Regions from separate parts of the Mus musculus genome. Here regions 1 and 3 are each linked to region 2. The links are chromatin contacts, called in public HiChIP or PLAC-seq maps. All regions are on one chromosome and are shown on one strand. The core of a region is the stretch at or near the end of the contact, and the rest is flanking DNA. Distances in the headings are between cores, read along the strand shown. Region 1 overlaps Rad51b (RAD51 paralog B). Region 2 overlaps Rad51b (RAD51 paralog B). Region 3 overlaps Rad51b (RAD51 paralog B).

Region 1 (3,870 bases), core at 721-3,220, 180 kb after region 2:
TAACTAGAGAACACTCTCTAAGGAAGGAATGATGGAAGTCCCTTTCATCTTGTTATCTGTGGTGTCTTTTGAAAGCCTAAGTCATATTCAGAAGTAATTTCTCAAACTCAGAGAACACTTAGATCGCTTTGGTCTTTGCCTGTAAATCAGTGGTTGATACTTTTGTGTGTGTGTTCTCCTTTAGAGTTTTGCCCTCACTAGAGGGCAGAGAAAGAGTTGATTTCATTAATCACCAAGAGCTGTTTACCACTATAATCTAGAGGGCACTTGCTCATGGCAGGGAATAAAATTACCTTGGTTGTGTAATCGTGGTTCACTGAGACTGGCCCCAAGTGTTTGGGAATTATTCAAGAGCTGTCTGAAACTAATCACTTAGCTAGTTTTCTCAGTGTTCTCTTTAAATTCACCTGTACACCTTCCAGTCGCATTGACAGAAGTGGAGGTTCCAGAAATTGCAACATTACTGACTTCCAGCCATGTGACATAGGATTTCAGACACCCAGTTAAATTTTAAGCCAGACATTTCTCTTCAATTCGGGTCACCTACAGGCCAGACAAGCCAAGGTCATATGTTGAATGAATGTATGAGTTCTGCTGGTTCCCGAAACTCTCCCGTTGTTCATAGCTTGAAATACTATGCCATGGTTAATCATAAGTGTCAGCTGCTGTGTCCTTTTATTTATTAACCTTAACCAGGAGGACCCAGCAAGAATCAGTGCTCACGTGGAGCCTTTCATGGTATCTTTTTGGACACTTCTTCCTCTGTCATTGTCTCTGAAAGTAACATTTTCTGTGCTGTAATTGAGTGACCAATCTGTAAGGCTATGTCTCTCTCCCTGATCTCTGTTTTATAGATATATAGTTTTGTAAGAATTAAAAATAAAAGATTTGTCTTTGATCAAAGAGGCTATAATCAGAAGTTTAGATCGGAACATTTTGTGAATGAATATCAGAGGAGAGCTTTTACTCAGATAACTTAGGGGCAGCTTATATTTTCACATTTATATATTTTCAGCTTCATAACAAAAATCATGTTCAGTTCCTTTTTTTTAGTCACTCAGAATTTTTCTAAACTTTAAGGTTACCTTTTTATTGTTGTTATTATTATTATTACTATTTTGGTTTTGGGTTTTTGAAACAGGGTTTCTTTGTGTAGCCCTAGCTTTCCTGGAACTAGCTTTGTAGACCAGGCTGGCCTTGAACTCACTGTGACCTTCCTGCTTCTGCCTTTCTCATGCTGGGATTACAGGCTTGTGTTCCCACTGCCTGGCTTGGGGTTAACTCTGTTGTGGTTTTCATTCATGTGGGCTTTCACTCAGTAATCTCAGTTCCATCCACACAGGCTCCATTGGGTCACCTGAACATGACGTGCTTCTGCCTGTCTTGCCTGGTTATATAATGCTGTTCCCTCAGCCTTCCGTTCTTCCCTCATCTCCTTCAGGACAGCATTCCTGCGCTTCTTCCATTCTTACATTTCCCTTGGCCTTGCACTTGGGTGTCAGTGCTGTTCTGTGCACTGCTTTATTTGACCTATTCAGGAAGTACTCCATACTACCTTATATTTTAATCTGTTTTTGTTGTTGTTGTTGTTCCAGTTTCCTCAGCAACAAGGGGCATCCATACAGAGGACCAAGGCCATATTTTCTAAGCAGCATCCAAATGGTTTGCTTGGCGCAAAACTGCATATTTCTCTTGTTTCTTCATCAATAGATGAGAAACATTCGTATTTGGTTTCTCAGAAGTGCTCTGAGGAAAAGCTAAGAGACTGACAGTGAACTTGGAATTCTCTTAAAAGTAGTTACTATTTCTTTCAGAAGTATTACCACAAGTGTTCAGTGACGGCTGTATGACACAGCAACCTGACTTTTCTACAATATCTAAAAGTTAAAATGGACAATCAACCACAGTAAAAGGTGATATGCTTACCCTTTGCCTGCAGTCTGTTTAACCAAGCCAAGATGAAGCAAGAGTGCTGGGAAATGAGCTGTTCTGAGTAACGTATTTGTTTAGGCTGCTTCTTAACCTCTGCTTCCTCTCCATGGTATCTACCTTTTTCAATGCTCTTTTTGTGTAGGATGGCATGTTAGCTGTTAGAATAATAGAGATCATACCCACCGCGCCAGCACTAGTCTGTCCCAGTCTGATCACACTCACTTGACTGCTTACCAGCAGGAGCTCAAGGGTAAGTAGCAATGGGGCATTAAACAAACAAGCCAGCTAAGAGGGCTGTCTAGGCCCAAGGACCAGAGTTTCTGGATTTGTTTAAAGAATTAAGCTCATGCATTGCACTTTCTCCCTTTGCAGCACAGATAGAAATCTTTGCTGGGGGAACATTTCAGGATCCCAGCTGTGAGTATAACTTACAATGGAAAATGTTTTTCAGTTTGGAAAGAGGCACTTACACTTCTGTAATGGAAGACAAAGATAACAAGGGAGAAAATATGTTCAGGATTGTCATGGCTTGATGAAGAGAGCAGTCTAATGTTATTGTTAGTCCTTGAAATTAGGGCATCTCTGTTTGCATCTTCCTGTTAGATTGGTTAAGAAGTATACAGTATCCACCGTGTTGAGGACTGTTCAGCATTATGGACATTACAGTAATAGGAGAAGACATGGTTACTGCCCTTGAGGGAGTGAACATTGAATAGGTGACTGATATAGATTAGGATCAGCAACAGAATGATGTAAGTCAGGTGTAATCAAAGAGCCCCAGACAAACTACAGACCAGAAAGTAAGGAATAGATTACCATGGTCTCTGCAGTTACGTCGTAGCTTTAAGTTTCTTGGATATCCTCCACATATCATATCTTTTCTCTTAAGCAAGACTGTATGTGCCCTTTACCAAGGAAAGTGTTTACAATCGCAAACTTATGACTTTGAGTCTCTTGCAAAACTGTAAGAAGCGAGCGAATGGGAGCCAACAGTGTGACAAAGAGGATTGTGGTGCACCAGTGCTTCATAGCAAAGGAGGCACAATGCTTGGTCGTGAGACTGTAATAGAGACGATGCCCTTTTTCAGCTTTGTAAAATGTGACTTTTGGTTATAACTTCAAAGGAAAAAGGACTATTCTAACTTGATTACTTTCCTTAATTTAAAAAATATAGAACACTTCATTTCCCTCTCAGTCTCAGTATGTTTTCATTTTAATTTGCCCCACTTATTAGTTTATTCAGCACATAATTATTTTTGGCAGGCTTATATCCCATGTGCCCTGTGGGTATAAGGTTGGGGTCCTGGACAAAGCTGGAACAACTAAAGGGTAAAGCGAGAGCCTACAATTTTAACTTGTTAAGATTGTGTGTGTGTGCGTGTGTGTGTGTGTGTGTGTGTGTGTGTGTGTGTGTGTATGTGTGTGTGTTTTCTGTAGTTAATTTTGAAGAAACCTCTAATTTTAGCTAGAGTTACCGTGTCCTCATCATTACTGGTTTGTTCCTTTGCCCACTCATTCATTTTTCAAATTAATGATTGATGGAAATCTAGCCATGCATGAGTCATCAGAGGGATCCCTTCTCATTCAGCTCTGATGAAATCATCAGGTTTCTTCACATGCCTCCCTCCAGGATGTGCTGACTCTATTTTCAACACCTTCTAACTGGCCTCCCAATTCCTGCTTATTTGCTTCCCTCTTAGAGTAAGTTTCAAACCTGGTCACTGTGAGCCACGATAAAAACTGCGTTTGGATGTGCACTGCTGCTGATCATGAGTTACCGTATACTTATAAGACTAAGACAAAGCATTCTCAAAATCATAGATGCCTTTGCTCTGTATAATTCATTGTGGTATTGTTTTGGATTCTTTCTTTCTTTCTTTCTTTCTTTCTTTCTTTCTTTCTTTCTTTCTTTCTTTCTTTCTTTCTCATGCTTGGCAT
Region 2 (4,144 bases), core at 577-3,076:
CCAAATCCGGGTTTTCTACATAATCAACCAGTGCTTTTAACCATGAAGCCATCACCCTAGCCCTCAACCAATTTTATTTTAAACACCTACTTTACTTAATTGCTTCTACTGTAGACTAAAGTCCATCTAAATCCCTCAGACCACATGCAGAAAGTTCCCTGTCTTGCTGTATCCCTTTGCTTACACTCTCCTGTCTCCCCTCCTGTTTTTTCAATTCTTTACTTCTTTTGTCAACCCAAATCTCATTATGTTCTTTCCATTCTCGTAAAGCCACTTTAGACTGTTTCTGGCCCAAGTAGTTCTTAAACTTCAAATTCCTGTTGTATTAACATGTAATGCCAGCACAGTTTATTTCTCTATTTTTAATTTGTTTAAGTGGGTTAGTTAATTTCTCTTTCCAAAGAGAATTCCAATTTTCCAAATGCAATATCCTTTACTTCCTGTGTGCCTTTTGCTGAATGCTCTGATTGAGCAGCTAGGAACCTTGACTTGACTGTAAAACCTTCTCCCCAGGATGCTGCTGAACGAAGGATAACTCCCAGAGCCATGCATGGGGATTAGCTGACTTTAGTATGGTATGCGGCTACATTTCATCAGTTTCCTGATGAATTGCTGCATGAAGAGATTAATTAAAGAAAACCCTTCCCCTTTGGCTAACCATCAGAATTGGCAGTTAGCCTTGAGATGTCAAAGCAAAAGTGTACAGGTTGCCTGGAGCAGGACAGATAGGAACACTGACCCCTATCCTACTTCATTATGGGCTGGCCAGGTTCTTTTACTGAGATAAGCAGAATTTATTAGATAAACAAGAAATTTACTTCTATTTTTTAAAGTTTCCATGAATTTGATACACATACACAAACACACACACACACACACACACACACACACACACACACGAGAGAGAGAGAGAGAGAGAGAGGGTGAGAGAGAGAGAGAGAGAAGACAAATAACTGAAATTTAGTTTCATCATCTTCTCATTCACTGAGAAAAGTTAAAATAATAATAATATAAGTTTACAACCTGAAATAGCCTGTAAATAATGTGGCTAATTGTGTTCCATAGCATTCTTAGTACTTTTAGTACATTCTGGAAGAATGAGTCCAGAGAGCATGCCAGTGGGAAAGACAGCTGGGCTCTTTTAGTGACGTTAAGTTCTGTGCTTAGCTAAGACACAGCTCTGTTTGCATTGTTAGTTTTAACCTTCTCTCAGTTTTCCTCCTCCTCCTCATTGTCTCCTTTGTACCCTAAAGACTCAGGGAGAATATTTGCTTAAAGTCAGAGGACAGAGGCACATTCATCTTCTTGTTCTAAAATGGAAAATAAGGTATTTTTTTCATCAGTATGTTCTGATCATGGTTTCTTTTTCTCCATCTTATCCCTGTCTCCATGGCTCCAATAATAAAGACTCTCTCAAAACCCCTAGAATTAAAGAAAAAAGAAGAAGAAGAAGCTCAAGAAAAACTCTCTCTCTCTTCCACACACACACACACACACACACCATAAAAACACAATCAGAAACCATAATATACCAACAAAAGACCAGATGATAAACAGTTGCCCAAACAAAGCAATATGAGACACAAAAGTGTACAAATATTCAGCTAAGTATGGTTTGAGTTGACCTACTGCTGAGCATGAAGCCTACCCTGAAGTGTGGTTTATATACATAGTGAGGCTCCACTGGAGAAAACCGATTTTTGAAAAATATTCTCTTTCTCAGGGCCAGGACCCATCTGACTAGAACCCATGCAAGCCCTGTGCATGCTGCCACAGTCTCTGGGAGCTCACTCGTGAGTCAGTCCCCTGGTATCTGGAAGTGTTTTCTTGATGTCAGTCATGCCCCACCCCTCTGGCTCTTTCAGTCTCTCTGCCTCCCCTTCTGCACAGTTCTCTGAGCCTTGAGAGGACGGCTTCCATGAAGACATCTTTTTAGGACCCAGTACTCCAAAGTCTCTCCCTCTGCCAATTCTTGTCAGGTTGTAGGTAGGTCTCTCTGCTTCATTCCCATCTGTTACAAGAGGGAGCTTCTCTGCTGATGCCTGAGACACTGATTCAACATTTGTCTTTTTCCATTAGAGCCATCGCATAGTCTGTTTAGGCTTGGTTTTAGGATTACTTATAATTTGAGTCTGTGATTCAGGTTATTATTTGAACATTTTTGGTTTCCTTGTGGCTAAATTACTGATGTTTATACAAAACTAAAACCCAACAAAACAAAACAAAAACCAGTCTCTCCCTGTTATTTGTGCATATGTGTGTTTAAGGAAAAAAAAAATCCTTACTCTATTGCAGAAATACTTGAATTAGAGAAATTCAAGGGCTAGAAAAGATTCCACCTTTTGACTATTGCCTTTGGTCCTTTGCTAGTGATTTTGGGGGAGTGGGGTGAGGGATCATGCCCTTGGGAAAGCAAGACATACAGGATATGTAAATACACATTTACTGTCTAGATCACCCCAGTACCTCCTGTCTGCAGCCCAGCCTTCCATAGAGCATCCTGGTGATAGCCACCCTATGATGGCTCTGGGTTGTCTTCTCGTGAGTCCTGTGTGCTCTGCACAGGCACCACTCCTGCTCTATAGAAAGGAGGTAAAGAAATGAGGGGGAGCAGCAGGCTTGGGGGGTGTCAGGAGGAGCCTGGTGCGGCTCTTTGAAGAGTCTGCTTAGCCTTCTCTAGCTGCCCCCCTCCCCAGCCCCATTCCTTTTCCCGACACTTCACTATTTGGATAAGGAATTTAAAATAAAAATTAGCTCATTTGCTTACATATTTCAGACCAGTTCTTTAATAATCTCCCATGTCCTGAAGAATCTTACAGTTTTTACTTGATTTCCATCTTTCTTGATCACTCTGCTGTATTTTATACAAAGTTAACATTCCGTTCTCCACGAAAGGGGAAGGATTTACTGAATGCGATGCTTGCCACACGAACCTTTCTCTAATCAGGCTTACTTGAAAGTGTGTATTTCACTGAGTGGCATTTGCAAATTGTTTTCCTCCCTACCCCACCAGAGCTGACAATATAAAAATGCTTCCATATGCCGAAAGCTGGCCGATTTATCTTGCTAGCAGGGTGTGTGTTCAGGGTGGGGTGCAGAGGGGGCAGTGTACTTTACTCCCTGGTTATGATATAAACATGAAACTGCGAAGTGCGGAGGTTTTGCAAGGAAAGCCCTGAGTTCACTGGGAACAGCTCTAGAGCCCCGAGGCTTCACTGCTGTTAGAGATAAGTGTTAAGAGTTGTTTTTACCCCACAAGAGTAAAATTTAAAAGTGCAATTATGATTTGCATATAGCTTGAAAATATTTAATTGAGTACAGTTAGAACAGAGCATTCAATTCTAATTTTGAACAGGCCTGAACATTTTAAGTAAATAAATAATTTTGCTTGACTACCTCAAGGCATTTCAGAGCTGCCACTGGAGGCTCCGTGATCTTCCCAGAGTTAACTGTTCCCCTCTCCACCTGCTCTGCCTGGTGTCACCAGCAGAGTCTAAACGCCACGCCCTTCTTTACACTGATTCTATTTACCTTGTCCCCTCACCATTTCTCCACAAGCCTGATTTATAGTTTCCTCCAGAGCGGTGGTTCTCAACCTGTGGGCATACTTGTCATTGGTAAATGTGACGGTCACATAATTTCTGCAAGTAAACAAATGGGCTGAGCTAGGTGCCTCTATGGTGTGTGTGTGTGTGTGTGTGTGTGTGTGTGTGTGTGTGTGTGTGTAGATTTATGTGCATGTGTGCATGTGAAAGCCAGAGGTCAACCTTGGGTATTGTTCTCCATCATTGTCTACCTTGTTCTCTGAGACCGAGTCTCTCACTGAGACCTAGAGCTTGCCTAGGTTAACCCAGATGGCCAGCAAGCCCCAGGTCTACCTGACCCTGCATTCCTAGTACTGAGAGTCCAAGCTTGAACCACACCATGCTTTCTTCCCCAAGTAGGGTTCGCTCCAGCCAGAGCTAGGTGTTTATTAAAAAGATTTCATTTGTTCTTGGAAGTCATAGCAACCCCTTATGAGTAAGTTAATAATAACTTGCCCATCTCTCTGAATTTATTTCATAAATCCAGAACACATTATGGATTATTCATAAACATTGTTGGTTTATTTACTGGAATTCTTTCAAAGTCACTCTTTACCTGA
Region 3 (3,696 bases), core at 722-3,221, 230 kb after region 2:
GAGCTAAAGCAGTGTAGCATCCCAGTGAGCCTTTCTGCTGTTTGGCTAGTGGAGGAAGATTGACACAAACCTTGGCTAGCCCTGTCTTCGTGGCCTCTAGAAAAGACTAGAGAAAAATCTGTTTGTCTTAGAAAGTGGATGGTCTAGCAGAGGGGAGAAAGGAGAGGGCTAGATCCTCTGGGACCAGTGTGCTTGTGTAGTGTACACAACACGACACCCAGGGATACCAGGCAAAGCTAACTCCTGGCATTCTCCCAAAGGATGGACAAGCTGAGATGTTCAAAGCAGGTCACCCTCCATAGAGGAAAAGCTCACGAGCCTGAGGTGGCTGTGAGTCGCGTCCTGCCCTGGCAGTCATGGTCATGTTCCAGGCTTGATGGCGCTTCAGTGTGACTCTTGTCTGCAGTTCACGTCAGTGGGCTCTCATTACTGTCTTCCTAAGTCCTGTTGACATTTGTAGGCAGAGAAGAAATCTGGATAAGGAAAATTCTTTTCTTGACATTGTTTAAAAGCATTACTAAAAAAAGAACAGACAGTATTTTCAGAGCTATGTGGAAGCAATGACGTTCGTGGTCAGTGTGGAAGCTCAGGTGGGTAGCTTGGTGAGCTGTTTCAGGCCACAGCCATTTGTGAGCAGCCTGGGATGTTCTGATATGGATACGAACACATTCATACTTCAGTGGCCACCTTTTTCTTCCCAAGACTGTCTTTTCTAGCATACAGCTTTTAGGATTTTTCTGGAAAAATTGCATTGTATTGGTTTGTGATGAGCTTAAGTTTCCAAAGAAATCCTACTGGATCCTCAAGACTGTTTCGTGTAAGGGGAAGAGTGGGTATCAGAAGCAAGCCATCTTTTTATCTTAGAAGTGGCAGGAGGTGGCTGTTCAGTCTACAGCTGACTTATCTGTGTATTTACAAACTGCAACTGAGGACAGCGAAGTGGCTTTGCTTGAAGTTACACAGAAAGTTAGTTCAGGAACAGCAAAGAAAAGCCCTGCCTCCTCATGCCTGGCTTGTCATCACAATGTGAGCTCTGTCCAGAAGAAGGGAATTCAGTCCTGTTGCTTTAAGAAATTTTGTGGGCCAGGCAGTGGTGGTACACCTTTAATCCCAGCAGATTAAAGGCAGAGGCAGGCAGATTTCTGTGAGTTTGAGGCCAGCCTGGCCTACAGAGAAAGTTCTAGGACAGCCAGAGCTACACAGAGAAACCCTGTCTTGAAAAAAAAATATTGTGAATATGTAAGACATTGAAGTGGCTTGTCAAGGTGGGCTCGTTATCCTGGATGAAGCATAATTTTAAAGAAATGTATTTGGAACACTCTAATTTTAACCTATGTTCTAATTCTAGCCCACAGAATTTTTGCTCAAAGTGCCCCCGCATACATTTTGTTCGAGCAGACCCTCAAGGCAGTTTTGTGGAAGTAGGAAAGACACATCTAAGTACAGCTGTTTTCCAGAAACAGAACTGAAGCTGGAAGCTGTGTGTGACCCAACCACACTGCTAGGAAGCTGCTGAGCGGGGCTCACGCCCAGGCGTGCAGGCCAAGCCCACGGCTTATCTCATTGCCCCACCATGCGTGTTGCTAAAATGATGTTTTAAAAAGCAGTCCCTTTTCCTCATCTTCTCCTGCAACGGCTACACTTTTCCTGCCCTGCCCGAGACAGTGCTGCCGTAGCCACACCATTTACCATATGTGGAGGGAATGGGCCTTCTCCTCCGCGCCTTCACTTCAGACCCAGTACTCTTTGCTTCCCCTTCAGATGTGAGGGGCTGCTGGGGTTATTGGCAGTGTCTCACTAGGCTGCCAGCGTTGAATAACCTTCATTTAAAACAAAAACAAACAAGGGAACAAGGGATAGGGAATTTAGCAAAGTTCTTGGCTCCCTTTTCTGGCTCTTCTTGAAACCCAGCATGCATTGTCAAGACGTGCTGCTTGTTTTCACACTGAACGCTAGGTGGCAGGGTGGCCACACCACTGGCTGTGGTCCCAGGGACAGGAATGAGGAGGCCTAGACCATCTGTGGCTTGGGGAGATTAGGCTAACCAACCTGGCTGATCTCTGCTTGACAGGGAACTGCCCGCAGTGAGTCTGAAACATATGCTTCCAAGATACTGCCTTTAAGTTTCCTTCTCCCTTTATTCCCTCAGCCCACTTGCAGTTTAATTTTTCTGCCCCATTGCATTCTGGTAGTAGAGGGCAGACACTGCCTGCCAGCAGCTGCCTCGAAGGGCAGATTGTGATGGGAGCACACAGTGGTGCTGGCACTCTTGCCTTGGCATGTCATTTGGGTCATGGGTGTCTGAAGGTAAGACCTTCCCTTGAGTTCATTAGATATTTCTCAGAGGGACAGCAGACTGAGCCTGAAGATCATAGTAAGCCATTACCCTACGATCACTCACTGTCCCCACTAACTCAGATACGCTGAAGATCACAAAAACAAGCAAACAAACCAAACAACAACAGAAGGCAGATTTTTGTTTTGCTGGCATGGCGCCATCTTGATTCTGCTGTGTAGCTAGACTGGCAGAGCTGCCGTAGGTGGGTGAGACATGGCTTCCAGTTTTTGTTCTTGTTTTCTTACCTAATAGTGTACTGGGGTCTGCTACCCTGGATGCCTCGCAGGCCACAGGCCGCAGGCCACAGTAAGCTAAATAAAGCACCAGTACAAGTTGTGTCCTTTCATGTTGTAGAGAGCATGAACTCCGGTTACAGAAATACTTCTCTGGATCTTTGGATTTTTTTTTTTTTTCTAAGAAAGAAGAAACACCATTAAAACAAAACATTGTGTACCAACTGAGGATAGCACCCTGACAGTACCCACCTTGAGACTTCAGTTAAAAAAAAAAAAAACAAGTCTGAATGTAGAAAATTGATCAAACAGAAAGATTTCGTTTTAATTACAAAGCATTCTTTCCTCACAGCTGAAACCACAATCAGATTTCATTAAACAGTGAGTAGTGAGTTCCTGATGTGGATTGTAAGTGACTCCATCGATGAGAATTAAAAAAAAAAAAAAATAGACTGTGTAAGTCGCAACTTTTCAGGAACTCACTTGTTGCGTAATACCAAGAACCAAGTGTCTTTGTACAAGAACCAAAATCACTTTGTACATATTCTTACATCACGACCTACCATTTCCCAACTGGGGAACCCAAAGCATTTTTTGGTTTTCAGCTAAGAGTCCTGATAAAATCCTAATTTTGCACATACAGCGTTGGTGACACTGAAGGGCCTCGTGAATGTGACCAAGGTGACTCGTCTACAGGATAGTTCTGTAGATGAAGGCCCAAGTGTTCTGCTGATTCAGTTGCCTAATGGACTTTCATTAAATTCAGCAATATGACTTTTGAGAATACCTCAAACAACGTACATAAAGCAGGCCAAGGATATTAATTGCAGGCTTTGAAGCTGGAAGAGGGTGGTGAGACCTTCTCCTTCCCTAAGAAAGAAATGTCATAAAAATTCCAAAGCAGAGATCAAATTTCCAGGGGGAGGGGCTTCTTTATTGTTTCCTCTAATAGCTGCTCTTGAGCCTTCTAGAGTGCTGTGTAGATTAGCCCTGGGCAGGGACTAAACAACAGCTTGGCTTTGCCCCACTCTAGTATTTTGCACCCATTTTGAATGATTAATTTATGATATTTTTGCTCTTGTCGGTCCTTTCTTTTATTCCACCTCCCTTCCCTCCCCCTGGAAG

The links. HiChIP or PLAC-seq counts read pairs in DNA pulled down with a chosen protein or histone mark.
Region 1: a contact with region 2 is called in a FOXA1 HiChIP or PLAC-seq map of pancreatic cancer cells. The contact joins two enhancer-like sites. A contact is called at or near these places in 2 of 15 datasets of contacts at CTCF or cohesin (CD8 T cells and the NIH/3T3 cell line), 3 of 115 datasets of contacts at active chromatin or transcription factors (CD8 T cells, large pre-B cells and pancreatic cancer cells) and 1 of 9 other capture datasets (embryonic stem cells).
Region 3: a FOXA1 HiChIP or PLAC-seq map of pancreatic cancer cells shows a contact between it and region 2. The contact joins two enhancer-like sites. A contact is called at or near these places in 1 of 15 datasets of contacts at CTCF or cohesin (large pre-B cells), 5 of 484 Hi-C or Micro-C datasets (the HPC-7 cell line, the N1E-115 cell line, cranial neural crest and 1 more), 11 of 115 datasets of contacts at active chromatin or transcription factors (CD8 T cells, the NIH/3T3 cell line, embryonic fibroblasts and 6 more) and 1 of 9 other capture datasets (embryonic stem cells).

The regions. Positions count from the first base shown.
Region 1 is chr12:79,557,626-79,561,495 of GRCm38.p6, forward strand. The region is part of intron 7 of Rad51b (RAD51 paralog B); the gene reads left to right. Among named protein-coding and RNA genes, the nearest start is that of Gm36048, 240 kb to the right of the region's middle. Within about 2 kb of position 1,971, at least 49 of the 459 cell types and tissues checked have an H3K27ac peak or open chromatin away from gene starts, as enhancers often do. A contact at or near this core is called in the NIH/3T3 cell line and pancreatic cancer cells, where this site is marked.
Region 2 is chr12:79,381,930-79,386,073 of GRCm38.p6, forward strand. The region is part of intron 7 of Rad51b (RAD51 paralog B); the gene reads left to right. Among named protein-coding and RNA genes, the nearest start is that of Rad51b, 87 kb to the left of the region's middle. Within about 2 kb of position 1,827, at least 74 of the 459 cell types and tissues checked have an H3K27ac peak or open chromatin away from gene starts, as enhancers often do. A contact at or near this core is called in the NIH/3T3 cell line, heart atrium and pancreatic cancer cells, where this site is marked.
Region 3 is chr12:79,610,915-79,614,610 of GRCm38.p6, forward strand. All of the region lies in intron 7 of Rad51b (RAD51 paralog B), which reads left to right. Among named protein-coding and RNA genes, the nearest start is that of Gm36048, 190 kb to the right of the region's middle. Within about 2 kb of position 1,972, at least 163 of the 459 cell types and tissues checked have an H3K27ac peak or open chromatin away from gene starts, as enhancers often do. A contact at or near this core is called in the NIH/3T3 cell line, heart atrium and pancreatic cancer cells, where this site is marked.